2 separate regions of the Salmo salar genome follow, and region 1 is linked to region 2. A link is a contact called in public Hi-C data. All regions are on one chromosome and are shown on one strand. Each heading gives the region's core, a stretch centred on a gene start, on an enhancer-like site or on the middle of the called end of the contact. The rest is flanking DNA. Distances are from core to core; before and after follow the strand shown. Region 1 holds the start of LOC106588247 (histone-lysine N-methyltransferase 2B). Region 2 holds the start of olah (oleoyl-ACP hydrolase).

The links. Hi-C and Micro-C count contacts between places; a contact is called where the count stands out from the background.
Region 1: a Hi-C map of muscle shows a contact between it and region 2, with 4 times the contacts expected there. The contact joins the promoter of LOC106588247 here to the promoter of olah in region 2. A contact is called at or near these places in 3 of 3 Hi-C or Micro-C datasets (blood, gill and muscle).

Annotation. Positions count from the first base shown.
Region 1 is chrssa27:5,890,683-5,895,572 of Ssal_v3.1, reverse strand. It overlaps LOC106588247 (histone-lysine N-methyltransferase 2B), which reads left to right and starts at 2,369. Exons shown (of 38, transcript XM_014177065.2): 1 at 2,369-2,741. The coding sequence starts at 2,439. LOC106588248 (putative zinc finger protein 66) reads left to right here. Exons shown (of 5, transcript XM_014177067.2): 5 at 1-1,200. The coding sequence ends at 172.
Region 2 is chrssa27:5,453,108-5,458,120 of Ssal_v3.1, reverse strand. It overlaps olah (oleoyl-ACP hydrolase), which reads right to left and starts at 3,646. Exons shown (of 7, transcript NM_001141261.1): 1 at 3,603-3,646; 2 at 2,469-2,599. The coding sequence starts at 2,595.

The sequences.
Region 1 (4,890 bases), core at 1,120-3,619, 440 kb before region 2:
AGAGAGCTATGCTCGACCGGAGCAGCTCAAAGCCCACATGGTCATGGCTCACGGCTACGGCCAACACAACTGCCCCACCTGCGGCAAGACCTTTGGCCGGGAGAGCAACCTAAAGGCACACCAGAAGACCCACACTGAGGGAGAAGAGGCAACAGACAAAGAAAATAGATAATCTGGGGAAAGGGGAATGTCATCATGGACAATTTATGTAATGGTTAAAGGTGCAATATGCAGAAATTGCTTAACATTTTCTGGTTGCTAAAATTCTAATAGTTTGCTTGTTTTGTCACAAACTAAAATTAGGCAATGTATAGCATAGAGAATCATTCTACCATCTAAACCACTGTGAAATATATTGTCAGCTGTTTGAGGCTGGTGTACAAACCCAAAAGTAAAAGCCGCAAAACGAAACTTAAGGGAATCATAGAAATGGCGCACATAGAACAGATCGACGGCTTCTTAGACTTGCTTTCAATGAGTTGCTTCTTTCTATAACTCATATTTCTATGTGAATTTGGTCGGGTTACCTACAAAGTTAGATGCTGCAGCTTTTAAGGGTTTGGAAAATATAATTTAGTTAAAACAGGCATTGATGTGGGTGGGTTTTTTATGTTCAAGATGGGAGTTTGGAGTATGTGACATACCATTATGGATAAGCACTCAGTTGGATCATTAGCTTGTTCCTGGTTGCTCCCACTGATTATTTTGAAGTGCTTTTAGAACCCTCTAATGATGTGTACATGATTGTGAATTTCAACTGCCAGCCCCCTTCCAGGGTAGGAATCTATTTCCGTATTACCTCAATTGTGAGAAGATTTAGTAACTTATCATACTGATTTTAGTAGGAAATCAATGGGTTTTTTTGGTTTACATTTTAGTCATTTAGCAGATGCTCTTATCCAGAGCAACTTACAGGAGCAATTAGGGTGAAATTCTTTGCTCAAGGGCACATCAACAGATTTGTCAGCTCGGGATTCGACCTTTCAGTTACTGGCCCATCGCTCTTAATCGCTGGGCAACCTACCGCCTTCAACATTCCACTCATCATTTAGTTTACGTTCCTGTCAAGGCATCTTCTGATCATGTCAATTTATATATATTGGTCTGGAGAATATATTGTTCTGTGAAGGATGTCGTTGTTGTGATATGATCTTGTATTTTTTTTCATCCATAATTAAATAGTAAGGAGTGATTTTTAAATTGGAGTCTGTAATTTATGTGAATTTGAGATTAGTGGAAACTAGTGTGTGAACCTGAAATTAATGGAAAAGATGAATACTGAGTAAGATTGTATGGTGCTTATCTTTTCCATTCATTGAGGTTGTGGCAGAAGGAGCTAGTGAGGATAGAGAATGAGAAGGAAATCCAAAGGCAGAAAAAGGAAAAGATGAGAGGTCAAGGATGAATGAATGTAAAAAAATAAGCCTAAAATAAGGCAACTGCTTGTAGTTGAGAATGGGAAAGAGGAGAATAACACCTGGAACCAGCTAAGGAGTGAGCTGGAGATTAACCTGGCTAAGAGAAGTGGAGGAGAAAAGGAGATGGACTAAGGAGGGATGGGTCCAGGTCAAAACCATTCTGGAGAAGAGCAGCAGAGAAACAGGAAAGGGGGATGGTGCTGTGGAGGAGGAAAAGAGTAGATAGGTTTACGAGGGATTGGTCGAGAAGCAGCAGAGAAACGGTATATAAGGGTGGTGCTGTTGAAGTAGATGGATACTCTGGAGAGTCATATAAAAAATAATGGCAGGTGTGGCTCAGTTGGTAGAGCATGGTGTTTGCAACGCCAGGGTTGTGGGTTCGATTACCACGGGGGACCAGTATGGGGGGAAAATGTATCAAATGTATGCATTCACTACTGTAAGTCGCTCTGGATAAGAGCTTCTGCTAAGTGACTAAAATGTAAAATGTGATGTAGATGTTGAGTCAAATGGAAATGAGTATCATGGAGAAGGAATGCAGAGAGAGATGGAATGACATTGATTTTGAGGGGTATTTTATATTGCTGTGATCACTTAAGATCCTCATTACAAATAAGAATCTGTGTGGTTACCTGCACAACAATATATACATATTATGGCAAAAAGGAGAGGAACATGTGGGCAGAAGGAGAAAAAAATGGTTAAAGTTGCAAACATTTACTGCAAGTGGACTGAATACTGAATAATAATGCATTTTACTATACATGTATGTTTATGTTCTTTTAGTTCCTTTTAATACTTTTTTACTTAATTGAAATATAAAACATGAATAAAACAAAATGTATATGTACTCCACATTCATAAACCCTCAAAAAGAATGCTGAGAATTCTGAAATACAACAAACTCGTTTTCCCATGATGCAATGGTATTTCCTTCCGATCTCGCGCCTTTCCATCTTGTTTCACCAGAAGCGCTACAGACACAGCGCACTACCACCGTTGTTGTTATAGTAGTGAATAATGGCGGCAGCGGGAGGGGGATTATCATCTCCCGCTAATGGCGCGGGTTCCAGCACGCCGGCCGTAGCCCGGGCCCGTTTCCCGGGCCGGCCATGGACATCTCGTATTCGGCTACGATCGGAGAAACGTCCGCAGCGGGGAAGGTTGGGCTCGGAAAGTGGAGGGATAGTCACTGGAGGCCGGAGGCCCATCAACATTGGACTAACGTTGAGCGAGGACCCGTCGCTGCTGCGCTTACTTGGGATTGCTGATAAACATAGGCGCCAGAGAGACGCGGGTTTCTACTCAAGCGGGAGTGGAGAGGTGAGTTTCCAAGCCGTGTAACAGCCCCACACCACAGACCCAATTAACACGTGCATGTTCCACAGCCTTCGCTGTGTAATATAGATTATATTGAGAATAAAGTGTCTGATAACGTTCGTTACCTGGCTACAGTAGGTATCCAACTATACAATTGTTCAAACTTCAATTCTTGCTGAACCAGAATCTGTGTTTACAGGTGACGTTCAAGCCGTATTCAACGCCTCTTTTATAAATCCAGATTGTGGTTCAAATGTTGGCTAGTTACTGTACCAATCCACTGTACTCAGTGACAAGTAAACATTAGTAGTTAACAGTGACAACATCTCCTGACAGCCTCCTAGACTGACATTAACGTTATCAGGATCTTTGATAATCGATGATTTTAGGCGTTGAAATTGGCGGTAGCCAACATTACTCTGTCTGGATACAAGTTTTTCTGCCAATTTAACTAGCTTTTCTAAAACAATGTAGTTAGCAAGTGATGCTATCTATTTAGCAACTTTTGCAACACAGTCACATTTTCACACATCCACCATCACACTATGTAGTATCGACACATTATAACATATTTGGTATCAACGTTGCCCCTGTTCAGATTATGCCATAGTATCTGTCATTTAGTCCACTCCCGACAGCCCCCATCGTAAGTGAAAGATGTCTGGCCCTGTGGAACAGAAACGATCTTGAGACATTCCACTGCATGTTTTAAGTGGGCTACACCAAAAGCTTGGTCCGTGTGTCATTTAAACTTAGAGCAGTTTGTTCTAGTTCATATTTAACTGACTTCTCCCACCATAGTCTACTAGTATTGACAGTTATCTTTTATGTGAGCTTGTCATCGCGTTATCAATCAAATTGGCGCTCATGCCATGCTCACAACTAGGCTAATTGCTGCGTGACATGCCCCATTCGGCAAGCAATTTAGAACTAGTCTACTGAGACCAGTGGTCACCAACCATTTTTGAGTGAAGATTACTTTGAGTCAAAATGCAAGCCAAGATCTACCGATCAGAATATATTTTTTTACATGACTTCAAAAACGTAAGCCTATGTAACATTAACCTATTAAAAGCATTACTCTAGCAATGAGGTGTGTGAATCTAATAGCAACAGCTATGATGTGTTGCTAATATGACTAGGATTGTGCCGTAGGATTCTGGACAACGAAAGAGAGTTGATATGAAAATAGAATAGGAGAGAAATGCTAGTTAATTGCATGAGGAAGTCTTTATAAAATAATTGCCTCCACGTTTCTACTGATGGATTTTCGCAAGGCAACTTTGAAGCAAGGTAAAACAGGCCTCATTATTCAAATCAAGTCAAATTTTATTTGTCACATGTAAGGTTTATGCAGGGGTAAATTTCACTTTACAGTGAAATGCTTACTTACCAGCCCTTGACCAACAATGCAATTTTAAGGAAATCCCTAAAAAAGTAAGAGATAAGAATAACAAATAATTAAAGAGCAGCAGTAAATAACAATAGTGGGGCTACGTACAGGGGGTACCGGTACAGAGTTAATGTGTCAAAGTGCGTGGGCACCGGTGTCAAGGTAATTATGTACATGTAGGTGGAGTTATTAAAGTGGCTATGCATAGATAATAACAGAGTAGCAGCAGTATGGGGGGGGGGCACAATGCAAATAGTGTGGTTAGCCATTTGATTAGCTCTTCAGGAGTGTTATGGCTTGGGGGTAGAAGTTGTTTAGAAGCCTCTTGGACCTAGACTTGGCGCTCCGGTACCGCTTGCCGTACGATAGCAGAGAGAACAGTCCATGACTAGGGTGGCTGGAGTCTTTGACTATTTTTAGGGCTTTCCTCTGACACCGCCTGGTATAGAGGTCCTGGATGGCAGGAGGCTTGGCCCCGGTGATGTACTGGGCCTTACGCACTACCCTCTGTAGTGTCTTGCGGTCGGAGGCCGAGCAGTTGCCATACCAGGCAGTGATGCAACCAGTCAGGATGCTCTTGATGGTGCAGCTGTAAAACCTTTTGAGGATCTGACCCATACTAAATATTTTCAGTCTCTTGAGGGGCAATAGGTTTTGTCGTGCCATCTTCACAACTGTCTTGGTGTGCTTGGACCATGTTAGTTTGTTGGTGATGTGGACCCCAAACTAACTTGAAGCTCTCAACCTGCTCCACTACAG
Region 2 (5,013 bases), core at 2,397-4,896:
TATTGTTCAGGTTTGGATAGAAAACACCCTAAAGTTTCTAAAACTGTTTGAATGGTGTCTGTGAGTATAACAGAACTCCTATGGCAGGCAAAAACCTGACAAGGTTTCATGCAGGAAGTGGCCTGTTTGACAAGGAGTCGTGCGTCTTGCATCTGTTTATTGAAGAGTAAGGATCTTAGCTGTAACGTGACAATTCCCAGGGCTCCAATAGGCTCTCAGGACCCGGGAAAATCATGAAGGTTGACGAGGCAGCCTCAGGCTGAAACAGATTATCACCTTATTCAAGTGTCCCATTAGGTGACAATGGAATGAGGCGCGTGCGCGATTAGCCCCCGTGGAGTATTTTAATTCGGCTGTTTAGTTTATTGCAGATTCCCGGTCGGAATATTATCGCTTTTCTACGAGATAAATGGCATAAAAATTGGTTTTAAACAGCGGTTGACATGCTTCGAAGTACGGTAATGGAATATTTTGACATTTTTTACCATTCGTATAGTGTCTAGAACGCACGAACAAAACGACGCTATTTGGATATAACTATGGATTATTTGGGACCAAACCTACATTTGTTATTGAAGTAGAAGTCCTGGGAGTGCATTCTGACGAAGAACAGGAAAGGTAAGAACATTTTTCTTATAGGAAATGTGATTATGGTGAAGGCTAATCTTGCCGGGTGTCTAAATAGCTAGCCGTGATGGCTGGGCTATGTACTTAGAATATTGCAAAATGTGCTTCATCCGAAAAGCTATTTTAAAATCGGACATATCGAGTGCATAGAGGAGTAATGTATCTATAATTCTTAAAATAATTGTTATGCTTTTTGTGAACGTTTATCGTGAGTAATTTAGCAAACTGTTAGTAAATTCCCGGAAGTTTGCGGGGGTATGCTTTTTCTGAACGTCACATGCTAATGTAAAAAGCTGTTTTTTGATATAAATATGAACTTGATTGAACAGACATGCATGTATTGTATAACATAATGTCCTATGTGTGTCATCTGATGAAGATCATAAAAGGTTAGTGCTGCATTTAGCTGTGGTTTGGGTTTTTGGTGACATTATATGCTAGCTTGAAAAATGGGTGTCTGATTATTTCTGGCTGGGCACTCTCCTGACATAATCTAATGTTTTGCATTCGTTGTAAAGCCTTTTTGAAATCGGACAGTGTGGTTAGATAAACGAGAGTCTTGTCTTTAAATAGCTGTAAAATAGTCATATGTTTGAGAAATTGAAGTAATAGTATTTCAAACGATTCAAAAATCGCGCCACTGGATTAGACTGGCTGTTACGTAGGTGGGACGAATTCGTCCCGCCTAGCCCATAGAGGTTAAAGCTCGCTGCCATTGGACTCTGGAGCAGTGGAAACGCGTTCTCTGGAGCGATAAATCACACTTCACCATCTGGCAGTCTGACAGACAAATCTGGGTTTGGCAGATGCCAGTGCATAGTGCCAACTGTAAAGTTTGGTGGAGGATGAATAATGGTCTGGGGATGTTTTGTTATGGTTCAGGCGAGGCCCCTTAGTTCCAGTGAAGGTTAATCTTAACGCTACAGCATACAATGACATTCTAGCCAATTCTGTGTTTCCAACTTTGTGGCAACAGTCCGGGGAAGGCCCTTTCCTTTTTCAGCATGACAATGCCCCTGTGCACAAAGCAAGGTCCATACAGAAATGGTTTGTCGAGATCAGTGTGGAAGAACTTGACTGACTTGAACCCAATCGAACACCTTTGGAATGAATTGGAACGCCGACTGCAAGCCAGGCCTAATCGCCCAACATCAGTCCCTGACCTCACTAATGCTCGTGGCTGAATGGAAGCAAGTCTCTGCAGCAATGTTCCAACATCTAGTGTAAAGCCTTCCCAGAAGAGTGGAGTCTGTTATACAGCAAAGGTGGGCCCAACTCCATATTAATGCCCATGATTTTGGAATGAGATGTTCGACAAGCAGGTGTCCACACACACTACATGCCCAAAGGTATCTTGCCGGCTAGATAGAGCCTAACTACATAGCTGTCTAGCTAGCCAGCTAACATTAACTAAGTGAGAATGGGATGAGGACAGGGCTGTTTGCTTGGTGAAGTGTACTTCTGATTATTTACTTATTCAAATATGCCGTCACTAGATGTGGCAAGCTACTCACCGTCAAACCACCATGCCTACTCTCTCTCTCGACTTAGGGCTGAATGTTGTTCAATAAGCAGCTCGTAGAGTGCCATCTTTAGGCAACCATTGAAAAATTCTAAAAATGACAGCAAATGAGAAGACCTACTGTATTCGTTACTTCTATGTATATAATATCGCAGGATTATATGCGGAATAAAGGCCGACAAATATTTCTGTGAAAGACTAATATTGGCCAACCAATTTATCGGTCGGGCTCTAAAAATAATAGTACCTTACGTAAAGCGCCTTTGGGTCTTTGAAAATGGCTATGTATTATTATTATTATTATCATCATCATCATTACCTTCAATGGAGGTGAGGATTTTCCCCCAGCGTGCATAGTGTATGGAGCCTCCACCTGCCCATGGGAAGCATATCAGCCTGGCCACGGCATCAGGTCTCTTACTGAAGCAGTTGATCACCTTGTCCATTCTACTGTATTTGACAAGAGAAATGAGGATAAGGATAATGTATGTATAATGTGGTAAAATTGAATATGCTATTTGCTAAGGCCAGCATCCTGGAGTCGTCTCTTCACTGTTGACCTCGAGACTGGTGTTTTGAGGGTACTATTTAATGAAGCTGCCAGTTGAGGACTTGAGGCATCTGATTGGTTTCTGATTGCCCAATGTCAAACAAACTAAAACGCCTAACAAAACCATGTGTTCATGCAAGTATTTGTTTATTGGAGAAAAAAAATGCTCATGTTTAATCCATTATTGATTATCAAGAAGCATAACTTGTCTCTCAAACTTCATATCACTTTCGTCTTCCAACAACATGCAGGAGAAAACAGCACAATAACCACTCGCTCTAACCACTCCGTCAATAGGGTAAATAAATTCAGTAGTCTTTATCCCTGGTATAGACTCGGGCCCTAATCAGCATGTTCTCATAAATGCGCTGACTACTCACATAATGTTTCAGACATATCAAGTTATGGTAAGCTACTGCGTGAGTATCATCGAATGTTCGCAGTCAAACCAATAATACTGCGTGCCTCCGGTTATTTTCCTGTTTTTGGTCCAGACTGGCACCACGTCACGAATGGAATCGGACCGAGACCACCCCCACAGTGCGTTGTTTTGGTGCGCTCCCGTGTGCTGATAGAGTTCACACCCGTCCAAACGAACCGAAATAAGGGCGAATATGCGAGAGTTCATAAAAAACGCTCGAAACCAATTTGGTGCGAAAGCCCCCTTAATTTCCTGTGCATCAGGATGCAAAGGACACACCAAAACGCAATATTTTTTTTATATATATATATATATATACCAGGTGCAATGTATAGGTTTATAAGCTACCGCAAACGAATCATGTTTGTTTGAATTCTGGTCACATTACTGCCAGATCCAGTTCTTACACTTGATGTAGCTTACTAAATCTCACGTCACTGAAGAATTTCTAAGAGTAAACTAGTATGTCATACTGTAAATACCTGTTAAATAGACGTGGCACTTCACATTTTCTCAAAGCATTTCCTTCAATTTTAAAGCTTCCTGGTTCTTCTCTTCCTGTTCTTCTTCTTAGCGAATTGGCTGGCAGATCGCATCCAACTTTTAGATGCATACACTGCCACCTATTGTGCTGGTGTGTGAGGCCATTCACGGCCAACCGACATCAAATTCCTAATAAGGTAATAAATACAAAATTGGGAAAAAGGAAAATTGCCCTGCCAACTATTAGCCCTCTCTAAAAAACACCAACCCATTCCACTATTTAACCCTATCTAGTCCTATTCCAGAACCAATGGAGGCTACTGAAGGGGAGGACAGCTCATAATAATGGCTGGAACGGTGCAAATGGAATGGCATCAATCACATGGAAACCATGTGTTTGATGTATTTGATACCATTCCACCCATTGTGCTCCAGTCATTAACACGAGCCTGTCTTCCCCAATTAAGGTGGCACCAACCTCCTGTGTCAGAACACTATCACTCAACACCCCCTGCAGCTGTTCTGCAGCAAATCCTTACAGTCCCAAGTATTTCCCTGCCTCTGCTACCACAGCCCTGGTTCTTCTCTTCTTCAGGTTTGGTTAGTAAACGGATGCTGAAATAGATCAAAAGTGCCATCTGAAGTCTGGAGTGTGGAATTGCATGGTAAATAATTAATTTAATATAATTGATATATATTCTATTAAATAAATAAAGAACTTAATTATGGATGTACAGTACTATATATCATATTAAATATATAAATAACTTAATTACAGATGTACAGTACTATATCATATTAAATATATAAATAACTTAATTATGGATGTACAGTACTATATATTATATTAAATATATAAATAACTTAATTATAGATGTACAGTACTCTATATTAAATATATAAATAACTTATTTATAGATGTACTATATATTAAATATATAAATAACTTAATTACAGATGTACAGTACTATATATCATATTAAATATATAAATAACTTAATTATGGATGTACAGTACTATATACCATATTAAATATATAAATAATGTTATTCTGGATGCATAGTACTGAGGCCAGTGATAAAGTTTGGACTAGAGATGGAAGTGTGTTTTGTCCCTATGCATTGCATTGTCAAATCCCTTATACATAAAGGATCACTGACAACGTTTTTCTTTCACAAAGTGTAATTCTCTTTCAGTCGATTTGGTTCGACATCTCACTATGGGACATGCCCTCTTTTGTGGGTCATTGGTTGAAGCCTTATTCAATCATGCCTAACAGGCCAATCAGCGCATTCTGGGTGTAGGGGAGAACGAGTATGTTTATCCCATTTTTACAATCAGCATCACTCCATCAAGGGAAATATACTATTCTTTCTAACAAAGATATGTAAGGGATAAATGCCAAGGTTC